2 separate regions of the Rattus norvegicus genome follow, and region 2 is linked to region 1. Evidence: chromatin contacts called from public Hi-C data. All regions are on one chromosome and are shown on one strand. The core of a region is the stretch at or near the end of the contact, and the rest is flanking DNA. Distances in the headings are between cores, read along the strand shown.

Region 1 (3,373 bases), core at 297-2,796:
CAGTCTGGGGGGTCTGAGGACTATATTCACTATGCATGAGACCAGGAAGAAGTTGCACTGAGAACCTGGGATACCCAATGAAAACTCAGGTGTGTGCTTTCTTAGAGACGTGGAGGTCTCTGTTAAGGCCTGCAGGTCTCAGAGCATGGAGCCAAGGAGGCACAGAGGGTTGGAACCTGAGACCTTTAGGGGTCAGGTCCTGAGAGGACCATGATGTGGGCCTGGTCTCCAGCCTCAGCTCTGCCACTTAAGACTTCTTTTGCTGGTATGGATGGTGCTATGACAGTGCACTAGACAGCAGGGCCTTTATGCCTCTAAGACACTGCCTTTCCAAGAGGTGGGACCCTGAGTGGAGGGATCCCCAAGGGAAAGAACTGCTATTGCAAATGTACAGGGGAGGGTCTTGGCAGGTGGTTAAAACAAGGGCAAAGTTCAGCAAGACAGCAGCTAGCTCTCCATCCACTCACCACACACACACACACACACACACACAGAGAGAGAGAGAGAGAGAGAGAGAGAGAGAGAGAGAGAGAGAGAGAGAGAGAGAGAGACTGATACTGAGAGAAGAGAGAGCAAGCAACTAGAATAAGGTCACCATTAAGGCAGTTTCTCTTCCTTAGCTGTCCCCTTAGCAGGAAGCTGGGACTTGGACCTCCTATCAAGAGCTGTAGTTGCCCTAAGGCACTGGACTGGCCTTTTCCAGGTCTGCTGGGAAAGTCTGACTGGAGGCTAGGATCCCAGATCTGGAGATTAGGGCACCACTCATGGCTTGGCTGGAGTTGGGGATTATTAGAGACCACAGTTTTCCCCTGCAGCCGCCTCCACTGGCTTGGGAAACAGGTGGCCTCGTTTAGGGTTACCGGGCTCTCTCGAGCCACATCTCGATGCTACTCAGACAAGCTTAGGGTGGCAGGTACATCGTTTCCATTGAGTTTGGCGAGAGACTCCTAGCTGCACTTGGAGACCTCCGGGCTGGGAGCCAGTTCGCGGGGGCGACCTTGGGCGCGGCTCGGAGTCCCGGCTTGGCGTTGGCCTCGGGAGAAACGTCCCCTCTCCGACCCTGAGCACTCTCCGCCTTCTTTCTAGGCGCTGAGGAGATGCGGCCCAGCGTGGCTTCCGCCTCCGCCAGACCACCCAGGCCCGCCCGCCAGGACCTCCGCGCCCCCGCAACAGGTCATACCCGGAAGGACCCGGGCCCCCGCGTCCGGCCCCGCCATCCGCTTGACCGCCCCAGGGACTCAGCAGCGGCTGCCAGAGCAGCCCCGCCCAGCGCCCCCGCCCTCCCACCTCTGTCTAGCCCCGGGGTCCTCCAGCTCACCTAGGTGCGCGAGTTACCAGGGTCACCTGGGTGGCTCTTGTCATTGCGCCACCCTGCGGGCAGAGCCCAGATTTGGTTGCAATAGCGGTTTCGAGCCCCACAATGGAGGGAGAGATGTTGGGCTCAGGAACCTTGCGGATTAGCATCCTCGCCTGCCGCCCGAAAGTCAAGCCACGCTGCAGAGATGCACGCACTGGGCAGTCAGTCACCCTTAGCCCTCTGACCTTGCCTCAGTTGAGGAATCAGGCTGCGGGGCGCCTGGCCCACGTGGTGCGGAGGGTGGGGCGGGGTCCGCAGTCTTCTTTGGATTAGGGGCGGGGCAAACAAACTCCGCCTCGGGGAGGACGCGCCTGCCAACCCGGACCCGGAGGGGCGGGGTTTCGGCCGCGTTTTAAAGAAACTTGTTGCGGGTCCCAGAACTGAGACTGAGCTGCAGCGGCAGAGGAGCGGTTGCTGGGCTCCTGCGGTGAGGACAAAGATTGGGCCCTGCGTGGCAACCTTGGATTCCAGAGTGTCCGTCCACAGAGTGACCGGGCGCGACCCCTGCGTCCATCCCCACTGAGCGCTTCTCCGCGCGTGGCCCCGATGCTGGACATGAGTGAGGCCCGCGCCCAGCCGCCCTGCAGCCCGTCTGGCACTGCTAGCTCCATGTCACACGTGGAGGATTCAGACTCCGACGCGCCACCGTCGCCCGCGGGATCAGAGGGCTTGGGCCGCGCGGGGGGCGGCGGCCGAGGGGATACCGCTGAGGCAGCAGACGAACGCTTCCCAGCCTGCATCCGTGATGCCGTGTCGCAGGTGCTTAAGGGCTATGACTGGAGTCTGGTGCCTATGCCGGTGCGCGGCGGCGGTGGCGGCACACTCAAGGCCAAGCCACACGTGAAGCGGCCCATGAATGCCTTCATGGTGTGGGCACAGGCGGCGCGCCGCAAGCTGGCGGACCAGTACCCGCATCTCCATAACGCAGAGCTCAGCAAGACCCTGGGCAAGCTGTGGCGGTGAGTGTGGGGACTCTTGACACTCTGGCTGAGGGAAAGAGTGTAGGGGCTGAAAGAGGTGGCGTCGTGCCCAAGTTTGTGCTGTGCTCCTGGGCTGGTTCCAGGGTGGGTCTGGTGGAAAAACACCTTCTAGTCAACAGAGACCACGTGTGGGACTTTGGAGATGGAGTGAGGCCAGTGCCTGGAGTATGACCCTCCAGTCCTTTCTCCTCTCCTGGGATATCCTGCTGCAAACCGCAGAACTGGGGATCCCAGCTTTGACTGGCCCACCACGGTCTGTAGGCATATGGGCAGGCATCAAGATGCTTTGTCCTGGGCAGAAGCTGGGACTCCCAGATCCGTGAGGAGACCTAGTCCATTGGCAGGTACTGTTCCCAGGCCACAGCAACCTGGAATTAAGGAAGGAAAGAGCAGGTGAAAGTGACAGAGGGCACTCAGTGGGCACTCTGGCCCAAGAAAGGCAGGCAATATTGAAGACAGCAGCACACTCCAACCTCCCAAGCTGCCTCTGCTTGAGTTTGCAACAGTGTGTGTTGGCAACACTGGGTTGAGCAGGACAGCTAGGTCGAGGTTGTCTTGCCCTCTCAACTTTGCCGGCAACTTGAGGTGTAAGGTTGAGAGATTCTTAGGGTGGGTGTGTGCTCGGAGGACAGTCTCCTGGAGTTTCCCCATCACCTCCCAGAAAGCCTTACCTTTGTTGAAGTAGTATAGTTTTCACCCTGTCCTCCTAGAGAAAGACTGGAGTCGGGTAGATGAGCAAATAGGGTTCCAAAGGGGTACTTTAGGAATTGGGGGGGGGGTGTCTTTCTTGTTCCTTAGACTATAAAGAACATCCAGTCCTCACCACACAGGCCTGTTGGGCTCTGCCCCACTGGTGTCGGAATTCTCAGCAGGAGGGTAGGTTACCCCCTGGAGGGTATCCTGATCTCTCCGGCTCCCTACCCTGTGCTCCTGCTATCTGACTCCAGGCAGCAGTGTGTGTGTGTGTGTGTGTGCTGTTGGCCATCCTTGCTCTGCTGTGTTTTCTGCAGCTTGCTGAGTGAAAGCGAGAAGCGGC
Region 2 (3,373 bases), core at 357-2,856, 43 kb before region 1:
TGAGCTGTGACCACAGCAGCTGGATTTGCTAAGCTGGAGAGCCACATGCGTCATGTGGAGCTGGGCCGCTTGTGACAAGCTTTCCTGCTCTTGGCACTACTCCAGGACTGAGCATTTGTGAAGTGTCACCAAAGGAAAAAGAACCCAGAGGGATGGCTTCTGGGTACCCTTAGCCTGGCTGCTTCTGCTGCTGTCTGTGCCCAGGGAAGGAGCTTGTGTCCCTCTGCACCTTGCATGACTGAATCCCGTCCTGCTGGTAATAACAAATACTCCCCGATGGTCCTCCTTTTCACATCGGCAGTCCCCTTGCACAATGATCCCTCTGGTCTTTTTCTGGGATGGTTTGCATTAGTTTGGGATACGTTTCACATGGCTGTGCTTGATACTCCATGGGGTTTCATGGCTGGTAGTGTCTGTGGATCACATAGCTGGTAATATCCATGTAGAGAAGTATCTGGTAGACTCTAGTAAAGCCACTAGCAGTGACTATTTTTGAGGAAGAACCTTAAAGATTATGTCCCCCAATCCCCTCCTCTACTGCTTCAGAAGTCCAGACAGCAAATCTGGAGCCACAGAGTTCACCAGCAAGCAGAATGCCAGTTTGCGCCACACCCACCAAGCTGCCCACCCCTTGCCGGAACCCCTTTGCTAGCCCTGGGGCAGGGTAGAACTGGCACCGTGACAGATGCCACATACAGTCTCAGAGCTTTTAGGGGACACATTCCCCAGAGCTTAGAGCCTGCCTAATTGCCACCTCGATCTGCAGACATAGGAATGGAATTTTAACACGCACTGCAGTGAGTGACACTGTTCAAAGTGATTGATATACAATGGCAGAACCCAGAGATGCATGCCAGTGCCGAGAGGCAGGGTGACAGGGCTGGGGGTGGGGTGCGTGACAGGGTAGGGCAGGGTGACAAAAGACAAGCTGTCTATAACAGGAAGGAGGGTGTGCGTGAGGGTCCCCCCTAACCCATGGCCTTCAGAGGGTGTGGGACATCCTGTCCTATTTGGATAAACATCGCTGAGCCGGGGCCCAAGGAGCTGTTTCCTACTTAAGTCTCTGCCTTGCCCTAGTTCATGGAAAGGCTGTGACTCACTGGGGTCTTTCTGACAGAAGCCAGGGCTGCCCTAGTGGCTGTAGCCTGTGACAGACACCCAGGAGGGAAGGGCTACTGCACTCCCACCTGCTCGTCGTCTTTGCCTGGATCTGTGGTATCCCAGCAGCTGCACCATGTGCACAAGGAAGGCCATTGTTCTCCTCTTCAGCGTGGCAGGAGATGAGTCCCAAGGAAAAATAAATAACCAGCACATTGCCAGGGCCAAGTGACCCAGTGAGGGTGAGTGGGTGGTTAACTATTCTTGCCCAGTGAGGGTGAGTGGGTGGTTAACTATTCTTGCCCAGGGCACCAAATTCTTATGCAGTGGACAGAGTCGGGATGGCGCCTTCTACAGGAGACAGATGGCTATAACTGAGCAAACGCAATCTGTGCAATTGCCTTCTCCACAGCCCTTCCCTCCCACTGCCTATGCTGTGAGCTGTGTCTTCTCTACTGGGGCAGCTAGAAAGGGTCTTGCCTACTGTCCGGGTCTCTGAGGACAGTGCTGTTCTTGCCTCCTTTGTGCTTCAGGTAACAGGGACACAGCCTCACCAGTGGCATGCCAGGCAGCTGTCAGAAGCTAAGGGTTCCTGAGTGACAGCACTGTGGGGACTGCCTTCCTGTGGTGACAGACAGCTGGTTCTAGAACCTTCTCTTCCACAGTCTGCCCCTTTCAATTCCTGTCACACAGCTGTACGCTGAACCAGTTGTACCTGGGAGTTGTACATCCTGAAGTGAATGGTACCACACAGCCTCTCAACACAGCTTAGAGAAGCTCTCTGTTGGGAGCTGTTTCTTGGGGTGTGGGCATAAAAGGCTTGGCTGGCTCAGCAGTCATGCTCACTGGATACCACAGATGAGATCAGATGCACCAGAGTACACGTGTGAAACTATTCGCAGGGAGGAGCGGCTGCTGGAGAGTGCTTACTGGGAGCACCACACCCACAGACTGAGCATTGCGAGTACACTGGTAACTGCAGCACTCTGGAGGTGGAGGCCGGAGGATAAGGAATTCAAGTCACCCTCAGCTTTGGAGTGAGCTTAGGCTCATTTGGACAACCTAGGGAGAGCATGTCTCAAGAGTAAGAGACCGGTAGAAGAAGAGGGAGAATAAAGGATGACCCCAGGGGAAGCAAGAATAACACTATAGCTATAACACAAATCTTCCCTGGCACATATGGGAATGGCCTAGATGCTGAACAGTGTGGGTAATACCAGGCCAGGCAATTTGATTACATCTCCATGGTGTGTCTGAGGAGACAGAGTGTGCCAGCCTCACCTTCCCACCTGCTCTTCACAGTGATCACTGTGGCTTCCCACACTCAAGGCTAGCCATGCAGCCATCCTACCTTCTTTCCAGCCTGGGTGACAAGAGTACGCACATCAGGAAAGATGTGGTTCCCCCGAACTAAATTTCTCCATTCAGTCACAAATGGTATGAGAAAATGGAAGCAGAGACCATTTAGTTCTCAGCCCAAGGTCACCAGACCCAGGAGCTCCCCCTGGGCATCTCCCTTACACTGCCCGGGAGGCTCAGGTATCTACAGAGACTGGACACAAGCAGGAAAAAGCAGATGTAAGGCAGAGACAATAAGACAGAAGATTCTAGACTCCAGAGACTGCAAGTTGGTGGAGAAGCAGAGGCAGAGAGACCTATCCGGGCCCTATCCCTTGCTTTGCTACACATTACTTCTTCTCACATAGAACCAATGAATGGTGCTGGCTCCTCTGTTCACTGGCATCAAAGAAAGAAGAAAGACACCAGGCATCCACCCAGAGGCTCGGTCTGTGCCTTAGCAGGACAAATGTTGGAATGAAGGGACAAAAGAAGCCAGCAAGAGGAGGCCAGGCAGTTTTATACAGGAGAGCTGCCCTGGTCAGGGAGGCTGTCTGGCCGGGTGGCTCAGGAAAGAGGTGTCCTCAGCCCTAACAGAGGCTTAGAAGCTAAGCTAGAGAGTTTGATGCTTAAAGCAGCCAGGAAAAATGGCAGGTTGAGGTGACAGATAGGGGAAGGGGCCCTCAGAATCACCAACTTGATGCGCATGTGTAGTGGGTGAGAGGCAGGCATTGTCTGGCTGGATGCAAGGCCAGGGACCAATCAAGGGCAGAGTGCAGCCAAGTTAGCCAAGGGCCCAACAGTCTGGGAAGGTGTGGAAGATCAGGGAGCAGGGACCAGGCAGAAACTTTTGGGAGGCCCTATTGGTGGGTTGTTATCTCATCAGGTGGGAAAGCTCACCCCAAAGGGCTGTTTCTTGCTCCAGATCACCATGAAC

Evidence for each region. Hi-C and Micro-C count contacts between places; a contact is called where the count stands out from the background.
Region 2: a contact with region 1 is called in a Hi-C map of Schwann cells, with 4 times the contacts expected there. The contact joins the enhancer-like site here to the promoter of Sox8 in region 1. A contact is called at or near these places in 7 of 12 Hi-C or Micro-C datasets (Schwann cells, frontal cortex, hepatocytes and 3 more) and 1 of 1 datasets of contacts at active chromatin or transcription factors (oligodendrocytes).

The regions. Positions count from the first base shown.
Region 1 is chr10:15,092,518-15,095,890 of GRCr8, reverse strand. It overlaps Sox8 (SRY-box transcription factor 8), which reads left to right and starts at 1,546. Exons shown (of 3, transcript NM_001106989.1): 1 at 1,546-2,316; 2 at 3,348-3,373. The coding sequence starts at 1,904. It also overlaps a transcript of Lmf1 not described here.
Region 2 is chr10:15,135,139-15,138,511 of GRCr8, reverse strand. The region is part of intron 3 of Lmf1 (lipase maturation factor 1); the gene reads right to left. Among named protein-coding and RNA genes, the nearest start is that of Lmf1, 35 kb to the right of the region's middle. Within about 2 kb of position 1,606, at least 43 of the 93 cell types and tissues checked have an H3K27ac peak or open chromatin away from gene starts, as enhancers often do. A contact at or near this core is called in Schwann cells, where this site is marked.